Linked DNA regions of Mus musculus: region 1 is linked to region 2. A link is a contact called in public HiChIP or PLAC-seq data. All regions are on one chromosome and are shown on one strand. The core of a region is the stretch at or near the end of the contact, and the rest is flanking DNA. Distances in the headings are between cores, read along the strand shown. Region 1 overlaps Gpat4 (glycerol-3-phosphate acyltransferase 4). Region 2 has its middle 21 kb from the start of Gm39140.

The links. HiChIP or PLAC-seq counts read pairs in DNA pulled down with a chosen protein or histone mark.
Region 1: an HNF4G HiChIP or PLAC-seq map of pancreatic cancer cells shows a contact between it and region 2. The contact joins two enhancer-like sites. A contact is called at or near these places in 1 of 484 Hi-C or Micro-C datasets (the G1E-ER4 cell line) and 1 of 115 datasets of contacts at active chromatin or transcription factors (pancreatic cancer cells).

Annotation. Positions count from the first base shown.
Region 1 is chr8:23,188,350-23,191,420 of GRCm38.p6, forward strand. Gpat4 (glycerol-3-phosphate acyltransferase 4) reads right to left here. Exons shown (of 13, transcript NM_018743.4): 2 at 2,367-3,071. The coding sequence starts at 2,531. Among named protein-coding and RNA genes, the nearest start is that of Gpat4, 19 kb to the right of the region's middle. Within about 2 kb of position 1,637, at least 31 of the 459 cell types and tissues checked have an H3K27ac peak or open chromatin away from gene starts, as enhancers often do. A contact at or near this core is called in pancreatic cancer cells, where this site is marked.
Region 2 is chr8:22,431,890-22,435,236 of GRCm38.p6, forward strand. No RefSeq gene overlaps it. Among named protein-coding and RNA genes, the nearest start is that of Gm39140, 21 kb to the right of the region's middle. Within about 2 kb of position 1,277, at least 148 of the 459 cell types and tissues checked have an H3K27ac peak or open chromatin away from gene starts, as enhancers often do. A contact at or near this core is called in pancreatic cancer cells, where this site is marked.

The DNA of each region.
Region 1 (3,071 bases), core at 387-2,886, 760 kb after region 2:
AACTGTCAACTCCTCCCCACACTGTTTTTAGTCATGGTGTTTATCACAGCAATAGCAACCCTAGCTAAGTCACTGAGCCTGTAACCCACTTTAATTCTCTCTCCCTCTCCCCTCTCTCAATGTATGTATGTATGTATGTATGCACATATGTATTCACGCAGTCATCTCTGTTCCTCTAGAGATCCCTGACTAACCCAGTCCGTATACACGTGCCACAGAGCACACAAGTGGAGGTCAGAGGACGACCACCTTCAGGGAGTCTCTCTCTCTCTGTTCACCATATGGGTTAGGGGACAGGTTATCTGGCTTGGCAGCAAACACCTTTACCCACTGAGACATCTGGTTGGCTGTCCATATTCAGGAAAGGATATACAAGTCTTCTAGGCTTTCTGCCTCCCCTAAAATTATCCAAGATGAATTAAGCACTTAAGGGGAGCCCTAGATTTGCAGCTCTGACTTCTGTTTTAAAAATGGCCATTTCTAGGGGCAGGAGAGGTGACCCAGTGCTTAAAGTACCTGACACACACGCACCAGGACCAGAATTCGGATCCCCAGAGCCCACGTGAGTGCCAGGTAGACATGGTGGCCCCTCTGAAACGTCAGCCTCAGATGTCAGGGATAGGATCTAGCCACATACTGGCTAGAAAGAGCAGGTGGACATCAAGCTCTGGTCTGACTGAGAGCCCCTGCTTCAATAAGTAAGGTAGAAGAGCAACTGAGAAAGATGAGTGTCACCAGCTTCAGGCCCCACACACACTCGTGTACCCACACAGTCAAACATCAGCTCTACATTCTTTTTTTCTTTGTTGTTTTTGTTTTTTCGAGACAAGGTTTCTCTGTGTACCTCTGGCTGTCCTGGAACTCACTCTGTAGACCAGACTGGCCTCAAACTCAGAAATCCACCTGCCTCTGCCTCCCAAGTGCTGGAACTAAAGGCGTGCGCCACCGCTGCCCAGCTTCAGCTCTACATTCTTGACATACTCCCAGCATGAGTCTACAGCAGCACCACTCCCGGCAGCCCACAGGTGGAAACAGCTCCTCAGTGGATGGATGCATACGCAATTCACCGTGCAGGCCCCACACAGAACACAGAAGTGCACGGATAATGGTTGCCATGCAGACAGGCGATGACAGCACCAAGTCAGAGAGGCCAGAGAGAAGCGTGCATGGATTGTGTATGACTCCATCCACACAAAACACTAGTTCAGACCGGTTTTGAACTAGAAATCCTCCCCAACAGTGGGACTGTAAGAGCTTCTTTTCAAGTGGTAACAAGTAGCTCTACGAGAGGCAAGAGGCGGCGGCTGTGCAACCTGAGCAAACTCAACCCACCCGGCTGGGTTTATATTCTGCTTATTTGGCCTCAATTATTTAAAAATACTTTTTAACTATGTGTGTGTGTGCATATCTGTGTCTGTGCACACAGGTGCAGGTCCCACAGAGGCCTGAAGTGACCGACAGTTATGAGTCACGGCTGTGAGTGTTGGATTTACATGTGGGTCCTCAGCAAGAAGCAGGACATGCTCTTAACCCCTGTACTCTCTCTCCAGCCCCACCTTATTCTTGTAAGGACAGTAAATACCACAGAGTTCAAAGGAGCTAAAGGAAAATGGAAACAATAAAGACTGCCGAGTGCTTGAATCCTTGGCTTGAAGCAGCAAACCAAACCACAAAAGCCTGTAAGATACCACATGAGTAAGTGCATCATATTATCATGGTATTACTCAAAGGTTGCAGTTTCAGCTGTGGAAAAGAATTCCTGAGAATTTGGTAACTATTTAAAACAGATCCTGCAACTAAAGTAGCTAGCAACTCTTTGTCTAAATATTAGTCCTGTGGCACAGATCAACTTCTAGGAGATATTGCTTCTCATCTGCTTCCATTTAACACAACCAGTTCTCTTCAGCTGTACGTTAAGTTCTGACATAGCCTCTATTTTTTTGGAAAATAATTCAAATGCTCTTTTTTTCTGTGCATTCTTTTTTTTTTTTTTCCTTTTTTCTTTTTTCCTTGAGACAGGGTTTCTCTGTGTAGCCCTGGCTGTCCTGGAACTCACTTTGTAGAACAGGCTGGCCTTGAACTCAAATCCTCCTGCCTCTGCCTCCCAAGTGCTGGGATTAAAGGCGTGTGCCACCACTGCCCGGGCTCTGTGCATTCTTTTTGCATGAATGTAAGACTCTACCTCAGATTACAGTGAGAGAGGAAAAATGAGCCCATAAGCAGCCTTATGTCCTACTACCTGTTCTGCATGTGGCAATGTCCAGTGTCTAAGCCCCACTCTGTGACACAGAAGGTAAAAGAACCATTCTTTCTGCTAATGTCCTTCTCTTCCCAGTGAGGAAACATATCACAGAAGTACAACTTACCGCAAAGATCTTTAGCAGTGTTTTCATGTAGAGCTTTCGGATACCAAAGGACACTCCAAAGATGGCAGGGACGATGATGAAAACAAGCAGCAGGGTGAAGAGGACGGTCAGGGAGATACCCAGGAGGTTGACAATCAAGCTATCAAAAGGTAGCAACAGGAACATGGTGGAGGACGCACGTCAGGCTGGTGCCCTCTTTTCCACACACAAACACGTCCTTCAGATGGTCCCTTCAGATAGCACAAGCCTTGGAAAGGCAGCCAGTCCCTCACGGGTGACAAACTCCATCTCAAAGTTCATGTCATCCAACTGCCTGAATAGAGCTCTGGCGCAGAACTGCAGAAGGGTCACAGGAGCACCCCAGAAATGCCAGGTCTCCCGGGCACAGATGACAATCTGTGGTGAGTAGGCTGGAACAGCACCTGAGTCCTGAGTGTCCGGGCAAGCGAGCGGCAAGGGGCAGCTTTCTGTTCAGCTATGTGGCTGCTTCCAAGGTTTTACTTTCCTCCTGCCCCAAAGCATTCAGCGGGTAAATTTGTCCTAAAGATCTGTATTGTCAGAAGTACCAAGAAGAGTTCGCCTTGGTGCCAGAAGAATCCTGAAACTCCAGTAGACAAGGGTAGCTGCTGGCACTTCACACCCAAGGCTGCCAAACGTCAGTATGTAGAAATTAAGTAACGTTTACTTAAAATTCCTTCATAAGCT
Region 2 (3,347 bases), core at 27-2,526:
GTCCTCTATTCTGTTAAACTACTGAAGATTCAGATGGAAAAACTGAAGGATAGAGTGGGTGTCCAAGGCTGTTGTACTCACTCCTCCTGGGGCGACCAAACATCTGTTCACCCTGATCAGTCACCAATACAAAGGAAAGGTCCTGTTTTTTTGCTTTATTTTATTTATATATATTTAGTTAGATAGATATTTGTTTTCCGCTGAAAGAAAGAAAGAAAGAAAGAAAGAAAGAAAGAAAGAAGGAAGGAAGGAAGGAAAGAGAGAGCGAAAGAAAGGCTGTGGATGTTGGTCAGTGAGGAAACGGAGAATCTGGGAGGAGTTTGGGTGTGGGAAACCATCAGAATATAGAGCATGAAAAACTATATTTCCAATTTAAAAAATAATAATAAGCTATTCTTTTTTTTTTTACCCCAGAAGGGGAGAACCAGGCAGGGCACAGTTGAATAAGAAAAGGAAAACAATAAGTTTTCATATTAATTGTGATTAGCAAGCTTACTAGAGAAATATTTGGTTACACGGGAATAAGAAAAGGCGAGAAGGGCTGGTGAGATGGTTCAGCAGTTAAGAGCACTAACTGCTCTTCTGGAGGTCATGAGTTCAAATCCCAGCAACCACATGATGGCTCACAACCATCCTTAATGAGAAACAAATAAAAGACCTATGGGCAAGCGGGGCAGAGCGAAAGGGGGGGGGGGAGAAAATAGAAAAGAAAAGAAAAGATAAGGAAGTGTCCCTGGCCTGGGACATCAGAGCCAACGCTGCTCTACTGACGGCTTCTCTCTGTGAACCTGCTCGCCCTGCCTCTTTTCTGCAGAGTGTAACACCTGCTCTTCTGCGAGCAGGGACTGCCACCAATATCTGTCTAGACAGCAAACCTGCTTGCTAAAGGCAAAACTAACTGTCTTAATTAGAAGCCTTTCCATTTCAGGCTCACACTACCTGCTGTGTCCCAGGATGGCCACTTGGCCACTGGGCTGCCACTTGATCACCTGGGCACACCTTTTCAACACACATACCTTGCCCTAGCTCTGGAACATGGTGGCCCCAGCATACCTGTTTGCACACTTGCCACATCCCAGAGCCACTAAATGGTGTCCTGGACACACTAGTCTGAAGGCCATTTTTGTCCCTGGGGTGCAATGTGGTAGGCTGGGCATGGCTGTCTGCACCCGTACCCTGCTAAGGCAGTGTAGCCTCGTGTTTACAGGAACTCTGTGTCCCAGCATTCTGACATGTCTATTCGCACACACGCTATTTCCCAGAGCTGCCACATGGTGGCGCTGTTCCACCACCTACACATGGCAGAGTAGGCTTGCTTGTTCACAAATCCACCGTGTCCCAGCACTACCTTTGGTGGCTAGGACATTTGGTGCCTGTTCTGAGCTTGGTTAACTGAGGGGCGTTGGTGGTGGGGTTATGATAACAGACGTGCCTTATCCAAGCACCACCTCATGGTGGCCTGGGCACATCTATTCATTTGCTTACCATGCCCTAGTGCCACCATGTGGTGGCTTCAGCAAGCCTGCTTACACACTTGCCAGGTCACACCACCATTATGTCATCTCCTGGGCATGACAGTTAAATGCCCAGGGGTATCAGATGCTTGCTGTGTCCCAGGGCCACTACATGGCAGCCTGGACATGCCTGTTCACATATGTACCATATCCCAACACCACCACAATGCAGGCTGGTTTCACCTGTGTGCATGCAACTGTGTTCAAGCACTGCCAAGCAGTGGCTTGGGTGTGCCTGCTTGTATGCATGCCGTGTCCCAGCCATGACACATAGCTGCCAGGGCACACCAGTTTGCATGATTTCTGTGTCCTAGTACCAGCATGTGACTGCCTGAGAATACCTACCGATTCACACACCTACTATGTCCCGGGGCTGCCAAGTTATGGTTTGTGCACACTTCTTTGCCTGCTTACCATGTTCCAGGACCTCCATGTGGCAGACTTGGCACACCTTTTCACATGGCTGCTTGGACATGGTAGTTCATATGTATATCATGTTCCAGCACTGCCTGGGCATGCCAGTTCATATGTATGTCATGTTTCAGCACTGCCTGGGCATGCCAGTTCATATGTATGTTATGTTCCAGCACTGCCTGGGCATGCCAGTTCATATGTATGTTATGTTCCAGCACTGCCTGAGCATGCCAGTTCATATGTATGTCATGTTCCAGCACTGCCTGGGCATGCCAGTTCATATGTATGTCATGTTCCAGCACTGCCTGGACATGCCCGTTCACATGCCTGCTATGTTCCAGTGCCAACACATGAGCCCATGCTCACCTGTCTGCACATATATTGTGTCCCAGAGCCTCAAATCACTAGCCAGATCATACCTGCTAGCACACCTACTATGTCTTAGCCTTGCCAGCCAGCAGCCAGGACACATCTGCACCATATCCCAGCACCATTGTGGAGTGGCTTGGACACATGCATTTGCACACCTACCATATGCCAGTGCTGCCAAGTGGTGGCCAGGCATGCCTATTCTCACCTGCCACATCTCTAGGCAGCTGTAGGGTATATACATTCTGTGTCTCTACGCCATTGCGTGACATCCTGAGCTCTCCTGTTCACACACATACCATGTCCCCCGCATTGCTACCTAGTGGTCTGGGCGGCTGCCACATGGTGGCCTATCACATCCCAGGGCTGCCATGTGGCAGACTTGTCAGAGACATTTACTAAATGCCTGCCATGTCCCAGATTTGCCACTTGGTGGAGTATTGCCTGTTTGCCTGCAAACCTGTCCCAGCACCAACACTTAGGAGCCTGGGCATGCCTTTATTTGTCTGGGAACATTGGTTCACACCTGCTGCCGTGCCTGCTATGTTCCAGTGCTACTGCCTCCTAGCCTGAGCACACCTGTTGGCACACTTGCCAAGTCCGACCACCACCACACGACAGCCTGGGCATGCCTGTTTGCATGCTCACCATGTCTGAGCAATGGTACATGTCTGAACATGTCCACATGCTTGCCGTGTCCCAGGACCTCCAAGTGGTGGCCCGGCCACATAGTTCACAGTTCTGCTGTGACCCAGAGCCACCATGTGGTAGCATGATCTCTCCTAGTCTCACATGTATGGTGTCCCAGCAGTGCCCATGGCAACCTGGTTCAACCTCTTTGGACTCAGTCCCTGTCCCACTGACACCAGGAGGCAAGCTTGGTCATGCCTGTTTGCATGCCTTCCATTTCCCAGAGCTGCTATGTGGTAACCTGGGCATGCCTATTCACATGTATTCTATGTCCCAACACCACCCCATGGAGTCCTAGGCCTAGGTATGGTGGAGTTTGTGAAAGAGAGGGAGACTGGACCTGGTGTGGGCTTTTTTTTT